Regions from separate parts of the Mus musculus genome. Here region 2 is linked to region 1. A link is a contact called in public HiChIP or PLAC-seq data. All regions are on one chromosome and are shown on one strand. The core of a region is the stretch at or near the end of the contact, and the rest is flanking DNA. Distances in the headings are between cores, read along the strand shown. Region 1 has its middle 55 kb from the start of Wls. Region 2 holds the start of Wls (wntless WNT ligand secretion mediator).

Region 1 (4,435 bases), core at 233-2,732:
ATCTTTTGTTATGGTAATTAGATCTACCAACATTATCCGTATTTGAAATTAAGCTAAGATATCTGAGACATTTAACTGTAATTACTTTTAAAATAATAAGCCTATTATATATTAATGCAAATAAGTTAATTTTTTGGAAAATAGTATTGTCCCAAACTTTAAAAAAGTGGTTAAAAAGAGGAATTGTTCAATGTTTTGCTAATATCGTTAATATTTAGCTTAGTGAAAGACTTAATACCATCTGTTTTAGCTTCTCTTATAACTTCGGCAGTACTAAGAATGAAAAGGGCAGGAATAGCCCTTTTGGTTTTGACTTGAGAGGGAACAGGGCTAACTAGGGTTTTCACCTACAGTTTTGAAGCCCTACTAGTATATACCATGGTGAAAGTTACCACATGGCTAAAGGATAGGATAGTGCTGTATTGTGCAGTCCTGGAAGACTGCATTCCAGGAGTGTGTGTGTGTGTGTGTGTGTGTGTGTGTATTTTACTTATTTGTGGGTGATGGGATTTTTATTTTGTTTGTTTGTTTTCTGGAACAGGGTCTCTCACTCGTTAGGTGGCCCTGGCTTTCCTGGAACTCGTTATGTAGACCAAGCTGGCTCCAACTCACAGAAATTTGTCTGACTCTGTATACATAGTACTGGGATTAAAGACATGATGCACATGTCCAATTAATTTTATCTTTTTATTTTCATAAAGTTTAAGACATTTTCTTTAGTGAAAAAGTCACTATAATATAAATTGTGTAAGAAAAAAATAATAATGAATGAACGAAGATTAGATGTCTGACTTAATTCTACCTCAAATCAATAAAATCAAGGTATAAACTGATTTGCTGATAGCTAATCAGAGACTCAAACTTCTTAATTCTCAATCCTGAGCTCTTTCTATGATGGACAGCAGTACGGATGTTAAAGTCTAACACTGATTATTTTCATATTAGGATTTGTCTCTGAAGCCAGAAAGCCTGAGGCTTAAGCCTCAGCACCATTCTAAGCCGATTGTATAAGCTTTATATCTATCACCCTCAATTTTTTCATTTGTAAAGTTGGCACAAAACCTGTTTCATCAGCTTCACATTTTGTTATATTGAATGAGGTATTTTAACTGGTTTAAACCTGCTCAGAACCTTCAGTGGGCAGAGCTATTTTTACTAACTGGAGTTACTCTGATTGAACTGCAGAGCATTTGGAGCAAAGAGTCTTTCAGCCAAGGCTTGACTGTGGGGTGTGTGTGTGTGTGTGTGTGTGTGTGTGTGTGTGTGTGTATGTGTACTGCATCTGCCACTTGGATTTTTCTTTAATGAAAGGTTGGAAGCCACTGCATTTCTCTTGGGAAGTCTAACAAGCCCCTGGTTGCAAGGAAAGGAGGCAAAGTGACAAATGAGAAACTTTTGCTGCCAATGATTAAAATAGCTGAAGAATTCTGTCCTTTGGTGTCTATGATGCAAAGCCAAGTGAGAGCCTTTGAGAGCCGAGGAGCACTTCTGGTGATCCGTGTTTGTTGTGGAAACTGGCTGGATCCAAGTGGGGAGAATTAAATCCTTAAAAGCAAATATATTGGCAAGGCTATATATGAACTCTCCCCAGTTTTAATCCTAAGATTCCCACTGAGGATTAATGAGTTAGCTGACAGCAGCTGGGAAGAAAAGAAATTAAAACAACAAAGAAAGAAAGATAAGAGAAAAGAAAAACATTTCTTAGAGGAAGGTGAACAAGTTCAGTTAAGAGATAGATAAAGGCCCTAGAGAAAGAGACTGGTCAGGGTTTGATTTAGCCAGATGCAATGGTGACAGGAATGTTGACCTTCTGTTCTTTAGAATTCTTGCAGCACTGAAATTGTAACTTTCAGTTGTCAATATGAAGAGCAACTAAGCAAAGTAAATACATTAGTAGGTACTTAAGTGCTATAAGGAATGATGCTTTGTTTCTTTAAATTTCAAAGTGTTGAAAATTTCTACTTATGATTGGGTGGCATGCAAGGTTCTTAAGTTGGAGGTATAATTTTGAATTGTTTTCTTAGCTCTTTTGCTAAGATTTAGGATTGATTATATTTTGATATTTTATTCAGTGTGGAATGACCTTTAGGTCCCAGCTGCCACTTAGTTAGGGTGCCTAAGGAAACATGTAAGGAGCCATTAAAACTCAACAGTGAGCTCATACATTGTAAAGATGGAGAAAATGGGTGAGAGAGAGAGAGAGAGAGAGAGAGAGAGAGAGAGAGAGAGAGAGAGAGAGAGAGAAATTTCTTCAATATTTTGGTGCCAAATTGTTTTCAAGCAATGCTTACCTGCTGCCACACCAAAATAAACAAACAACAGAAGAAATCTCAGAAAACAGACTTGTCTCTAAGAAAACTCCCCACATAATAATGTCAACTTCTAGTTGTCTATAATTTGAAATGTTGCTGCTTTTTACTTTTTGAAAACAATGAGCTTACTTTTGGGTATTTTGTAGAGGTGACTCTATGGGACAGGTTGATGTAAAGGAAGACTTTTAGTGTCACTAACTTACCCCCTACTACTTGCAATGAAAGGGATTAACCATCATACCAGCTTATTTTGAATGCCTTACTGATTACAGGCTTTTTAAAGTCTATTTTCCATTAACCCTGCACAGACTTGAACTAGGTAGAATAGGTGCTTTTAGACTGAGGGTCATGTTGGCTCAGAGCAGTGGAGCAGAGATCCATCAAGTTGCTGTGGGACTAGGTATATCCTTTCCCACTGAGACCAGACAAGGCTGTCCATTAGGGGTGTGGAATCCACAGGCAGGCAGAAAGCAGACTCAGAAACAATCCCTGCTCAGGTTTTGAGGAACCTGCATGAAGACCAAGATGCTCGTCTACTACATATGTGGAAGGATTCAGTCCCTGGGAGCCCCCAAGGGTTCAGATTAGTTTGCTCTGTTGGTCTTCCTGTGGAGTTTCTGTCCTCTTCAGGTCTTTCCCCTAATTCTTGAGCTCCACCTAATGTTTGGGTATGTGTCTCTGCATCTCTTTCCATTGGCTGCTGGGTGGAGCCTCTCAGAGGACAGTTATGAAAGGTTCCTGTCTGCAAACATAACAGAGTATCACTAATAGTATTAGGGATTGGTTCTTGCCCATGGAATAAGGCTCAATTTGGGACAGTCATTGGTTGGCCATTCCCTAAGGCTGCTCTATCTTTGTCCCTGGTTATCTTGTAGGCAAGACACATTTTTGGTTGAAAGCTTTGTGTGTGGGTTGCTGTCCTTATTCTTACAGTGGGAGCCCAACTGACTATAGAAAGTGGCTACTTTCTATATCCCATATCCCTCACTTCTAGGACTCTCAGCTAAAGTTGTCCCATACACCTTCTGGAATCTCTCTGATATGTCCTAGAGATTGCCCTCACCCCCACTGCCATTCTCCCCCGCCTCTCCTGCTCTCCCTACTTATGATCTTCCCTTGCCCATCCCCTCTTCCACCATTCCTCCTTCCATCAACCTCCGATATCTATTTTGTTTCCACTTGTGAGAAAGCTTCAACCATCCTCTCTTGGGCCCTCCTTGGCTTCTTTGGGTCTGTTGATTATAGCTGGTTATCCCATACTTTATGGCTAATATCTACTTATAAGTGAGTCCATACTATGTCCATTTGGGTCTGGGTTACCTCACTTAGGATAGTATTTTCTAGTTCCACCCATTTGCCTATGAAATTCATGATGTTCTTGCTTCTAATGGCTAAGTACTATTACATTGTATACATTGGAATTCATTTTTGTATCCATTCCTCAGTTGCATTTTCCACTAAAATATGGGACAAGACAAGGCTGTCTACTTTCCCCATATCTCTTCAATATAGTACTTCAAGTTCTAACTAAAGCAATAAGACAACTAAAGGAGATCAAAAGGATACAAATTGTAAAGATGAAGTCAAAGAATTGCTGTTTGAATATGATAGTATATTTAAGTGACCCCAAAACTTCTACTGGAGAACTCCTAAAGCTAATAAACACCTACAGCAAGTACCTGGATACAAAATTAACTCAAAAAATCTGTAACACTGCTCTACACAAGGGATAAACTGGCTGAGAAAGAAGTTAGGGAAACAGTACTCTTCACAATAGCCACAAATAACATAAAATAGCTTGGTGTAACTCTGATCAAGCAAGTGAAAGACCTGTATGAGAAGAAACTTCAAGTCTCTGAAGAAAGAAATTGAGAAAAATATCAGAAGTCTTGCCTTTTAAAATGAGTGAAAGGTTTACACAGGGTGTCTGCAGACCACAGAAAGGAGCTCTAAAGAAGGTGCCCTCCTCTTCCCTCCCTGTTGTCAGATGCAACTGCTTCCTCCAGGAAGATTCCAACATAGCTCTATTAATAAAGGTATCTGATTTTTGCTTTTCTTAAAGAAAGCAAGTAAGCAAGTAAGTGAACAAAAACTTTTAAGCACTTCTGCTCCAAGATGATGCA
Region 2 (4,967 bases), core at 1,890-4,389, 54 kb before region 1:
AAATTCTGAATACTAAAAGAGTTATACAATCAGAGGTGAAAGAGTTTTTAAACTCATTTATCTACCAGTAAGGAGATAAGTCTATTGGTTAAGTGACTTGCCTGGCCACTTTGAGATTCATGATTTGCTATGGCTGTTTAGGGCATGAGTACTTTTGTTTTTGTTTATGTCATGTATTTCCAATGAGGAGCTTTCCCATAGTATTTTTCTCCCCTGAGTTTCTCGGAGGGGCATGGATCCAAAAGTATCAGAGTGGCTACAGTTCAGAAGGAACCTTAGGAAGACTACTTTATCATCAGTATGCCTGACCCCATAAGTAGCAGTGGGATTGAATAGTAGAGCTCTGCTCTAGCTCCTGTAATTTCAAGAACTGCTTGTACTAGTCCACTCTGAACAGCTTCATCTACTTTCAATTTAGAGAAGCTGAGTGGAAAAAATAGCATGTACCTCTTGTTAATATCCATTTCCTGTATTTAGGTCATAAGAGAGCCTAGGTTACCTTAATGTATTTAAGATTAAAAAAAAATGCTACTCTGCAAGTGAAAGAAGTAAAAACTAAAACACTATTTAGTGTAGGCTACATATAATCTGTTAAGTCTCAGTACCAGAACTGAGAACAATTACTGCAGCTGGGAGAGAAGGAAGGTAAAACAGTGATACAAAGTAAAGTTATATAAAAACTTCCTCCAAGAAATGTTATGTTTCTTTTCTAAGAAAAGTTAGAACTAACGTAGTGTATTAAGTTAGGAAAATCTATTTAGGCAGGGCCTGCAGCTTCATTAACCAAGTTCTACCTTAGATGGGGTGGGTTGGGAACAACCTTAGCACTACTTACTTCCTACTTCAAACAACCCTAATTTGAGCAAACAACTGCTCTAACTGGTAATTCTAATGTCCAGCAAACACTTGCAGGGGGTCTTTGGGATCTCCACTGTAATGGTGAGGTTCCAGAAAACATGCTAGTTCCAGAAGTGCTATAGGGAACCTACTACAGGAACCAAGAGGTATGTGGGCCCACATCAGCTTCGTGGGGTGGGGTGGGGTGCAGCTACAGGAAACTGTAATGGTTTACTGTGTGCAAAAAACCTCAAAGGAGAAGGTCAGGCAAGGATAATAGGCCAATTTAATCCTGAAAGCACAAGGTGCAAGAAATTTTATGATGGTCTGCCACTGAAATCACACAAGATCCAATAGCATCCAACTGCAACTGCTCATCAAGGGAAACAAGAGGTGTAATTGTAACCGCGGTGTAATCACTGAGACTGCTTCTGCCTACAGCTCCCAGCAGAGAAGTATTAAGAGCCTGGAAAATCCAATTCAGAGAAAAAGAGATTGTACATGGCGTAACGAAACAAAAGCTGTGTGTGTGTGTGTGTGTGTGTGTGTGTGTGTGTGTGTGTGTGTGTGTGTGTTTCTGTGTGCTTTGCCCATATGGAGGACAGAGGCTTAGAAATGTGTACTCGACCTCCTCAGAACTCCCTTCTTGAAGCTTCTCCTCTCCTTTGTTTAAAACACTTAGCCTGGTGTTACAAAGATTGCCATTACCAGACACTCTGGAATGCTAACCCAACACACCCTAGTCTATAGGAAAAACACCGTACCCACTACTCTCACCCCCTCAAGGGAGCTCCTGCGCTGCCCAGGGACTCCCTCAAGAAGCACAGACCCCTGCTTGAGCTCTTCCACCCAGCCAAGAGCAACAGCCAGCCCCAAGGAAGCTAAGCTGCCCAGCAGCGCCCGCTCCGAAGTTGGCACTGAAGTTTGTCCAAGGATGTCCGGAACCTTGAGGAGAAAGGGACATGAGGTGGAAAAGACAGTAGGAGTAAGTTGAGTTTTCCGAGTGGATCCTAAGGCAGAAGGTCAGTTACGTTCGAAGCCTTTTTTTTTTTTTTTTTTTTTGGTGCGCACTGAGAAAGTCTCCCTGGCGCCTGGGAGCTGTCACCTGAGGGCAGCCCAGGAGGGAGCAGGAAACATCCTCCTGGCGCCAGGGGAGGACCTCAGGCTTCAGACTCACTGGATCTTGGGGCTCAAAGCAGAGGGGGAGGGGAGATGGCAGAGGGGACAAGAGGCAAAAGCAACACCTTTCAGACAGGCTTTCTCCTACGCCCTCTCCAAGTTCGTGCTGAGAGGGCCAGGACTCTCCCAAACCACTCTATGAGTCCTCAGTTCAAACAAGTCCACCGCCAGAGATGGGTGGGGTGGCGGCATGGAAGCCAAGGGCTTAAAGGTTGAGACCCTAAAACCAGCTCTAGTCCCTCGCCGAGACAACCTAATGCATTTACACAAGCCACAGCCAGTAACAGCTCGCGGCTGGCACAGGGCTTAGCTCCCGACTCCCCTGTTATTCCTAATAAAGTCGATTACGTTGCCCTCCCGGTGCTGATTGGAAGGGAACCGAGAGGGAAAGGGGGGCGGGCGAGGGAAAGAGCACGGGGAGCAATCAACTTTGCGACCCAGCACTTCCTCGCGATCCGTCGCCATGCTTAAGATCCACCCCCACCCCCTCCTGCCTTTCAAGTGGATACTGAAACTAGGCCAAAACTTTTCCCCTCCTTTTCTCTTTGCCACTAGACTGGATTGTGCCCCATGGAGCCCCATGGAGCTCTGCTTTCTTAAGCACAATAGCCGGACTAATTAGATCATAGAGGCAAGGCAGCGATACTGTAACAAGTAGCCCAAGAGGCAAAAGAGGGAAGGGCCGAAGAAAGGGAAAGGGGAAAGTTTGCAGCTCTCACACTTACCGATCAAGCCTCCCACCAGAAAGGCAACGATTTGGAAAACCAGAAGAATCCCTCCAACAATGCAGAGCTTCTTGGTACTCATGTTTTCTATAATTGCCCCAGCCATTTCTGCGACCCCCTTTCTTTTCTCCTTTAAGTAAATGTTTTAGGGTATGCTTTCGCTTCCCCTCTCCTTCTTCCTTGCCCTCTTTTCCTGGTGCTGCAAAACTTCAAGGGTGCGTTAGCAGAGGAGGTGGGACAGACCGCAGGCGCCCGCGCGGATGCCTGGGCGAAGCCGCTTGGGCTCCCCAGATGCCCAGAGCTGAGACTGCGGCCGCCCGGCAGCCAGTGGACGCTTAAAGAAGCAGGGAAGCGGATCACATGACACGCCTCCCTCTCTTTCTTCCTCCCTCCCTCTCGCGCTTCCTCCCTCCCTCCCTCCCTCTCTTCCTCAACCCTGGCCCGCCAGTTCAGGGATCTCAGCTCCCGCCAGCTCTGGCTACCCGCCCTCAGGTCTGGCCTGCAGCTTGCCCCGGCAACAGCTAACATCTTGAGGGGGGTCGGGTGGCTGGTGTTGTTAAATGGGCTTGGCATACGCAGTCTCTACCATGTTTCCTTTTCGGGTTCCCAAAGTATGGGATTTAAGTTACTCATGGGCCTCTTTGCAAACCCTTAACTTACATGTTGAACCCACCCCACCACCAGCCATTTGAACGCTAGGAAAGAGGTGAATTTTAAAAAGGAGTCTAATGAAGTTAAGTCAAAGTATAAAGAGAAGAAATAAGGTCTCTGTTCTGGTACCTTCTGCCTTGCCCTATCCTGGAATTATAACCCGCTAAATTCCTCATTACACGGCCCTTCAAGAGCCTTATTATCCAGACAAATCAAACGTCTGTTCCTTACTCTACCCTGGACTGCCAGTCTTGGTGTTGACTATTACCTAAACGCTTTAAAGTTCATTGAAAACTCGACTTGTTTTAAAATTCTTGTTTTGGTTTTTTACACCACCTTTATGTTCCAAGGGTCGATCCCCTCCAATCATGCTCTCACATTTTCACCTTCTATAAGGTCTTATGAATGCACATTTGTTTCCATTACTAAGCTGTAAATTTCTGGGAGACTGGGACCAAGTTCAATTCTCTTTGTATCTGCCCCCACCCCTCAGTGCCTAACAAAATTCTCACACTAGGAGACCCTGCATGAACTTTGGTGGAATGAATAAATGAGTGAATGTTTAAGCAAGCCCACAGCTTGCATTTAAAAAGCCTAAAGGACTTTAGTTGGGTAGGTAGTATACATGTTAAATAGTACCAGTTAGAGTTTCAGGTGGGTGGTCACAGCTACTAGGAGGCTGAGTCAGGAGGATTAGTAATTTACGACCAACCTGGATAATTTTAGAGACCCTATCTCAAAACAAAAACTAAAAAGTGATCTGGGCCTCTTGTTTAACTTGATCTGAGGTCCTAGATTCAAACCCCATGGAAGGCAGAGGAGGAAAGAGAATGTTAGCTCTTTGAGAGATTTACTTATATTGATACACTACATCCAAGGAAAAGTGGTGATCTTAAGAGATTTCTTGATAAGGCTGACCCAAACTCCAGGGCCTGGTTTTTCCATGTTTCATAAACTGTCTATTTAGCCAATGCAACTCAAATCACACATTAGCTTTATAAAGGTACCTCCTGGCCTCCCAGTACAGGTTTCCAAAGCCACCAGCATACCTGATTTCTTGCTTCTTGTCATCTTCCTGTGGAGGAACTATTTACTGTCCTCTTCTTCCTTCAGTTACTTGTCCAACATTTGCTTACAATCTTAATGTGTTTTCTTTTCCTTCCTGAGCACTAGAGATTATATCAAAACTTCAAGAGTATTCTGAAGGAACTACAGGGTAGTTGTGATTCACTGTATAATGATTTTCCAAATTGTAATTGCTGTGTGTGTGTGTGTGAGAGAGAGAGAGAGAGAGAGAGAGAGGAAGAAGAAGAAAGAGGGAGGAGGAGGAGGAGGAGGAGAGAAAAAGAAGGAAGGAAAAGGAAAAAGGAGGGAAGGGAGGAAGAAATTGATATCCTTATTCCATAGGGATCCTGCTGGAAACTGGATAATGGGATTGCTAAAACTGAAGTGTTCATTTCAATTGGCTCATGGCCCTTTAAGAATCATCTTTTTATATCACCGTCCCTGCTTCATCAAGCCTAAGCATAAAATCAGATAGAGTCTTAGTTACTTTTCTATATCCATGATAACACA

What was found. HiChIP or PLAC-seq counts read pairs in DNA pulled down with a chosen protein or histone mark.
Region 2: a contact with region 1 is called in an H3K27ac HiChIP or PLAC-seq map of heart atrium, with 7 read pairs. The contact joins the promoter of Wls here to the enhancer-like site in region 1. A contact is called at or near these places in 1 of 39 promoter capture datasets (epiblast stem cells), 1 of 15 datasets of contacts at CTCF or cohesin (the NIH/3T3 cell line), 1 of 484 Hi-C or Micro-C datasets (the HL-1 cell line) and 6 of 115 datasets of contacts at active chromatin or transcription factors (the SCID.adh cell line, embryonic stem cells, heart atrium and 2 more).

Annotation. Positions count from the first base shown.
Region 1 is chr3:159,782,843-159,787,277 of GRCm38.p6, reverse strand. No RefSeq gene overlaps it. Among named protein-coding and RNA genes, the nearest start is that of Wls, 55 kb to the left of the region's middle. Within about 2 kb of position 1,482, at least 3 of the 459 cell types and tissues checked have an H3K27ac peak or open chromatin away from gene starts, as enhancers often do. A contact at or near this core is called in heart atrium, where this site is marked.
Region 2 is chr3:159,837,822-159,842,788 of GRCm38.p6, reverse strand. Wls (wntless WNT ligand secretion mediator) reads right to left here and starts at 3,139. Exons shown (of 12, transcript NM_026582.5): 1 at 2,742-3,139. The coding sequence starts at 2,847.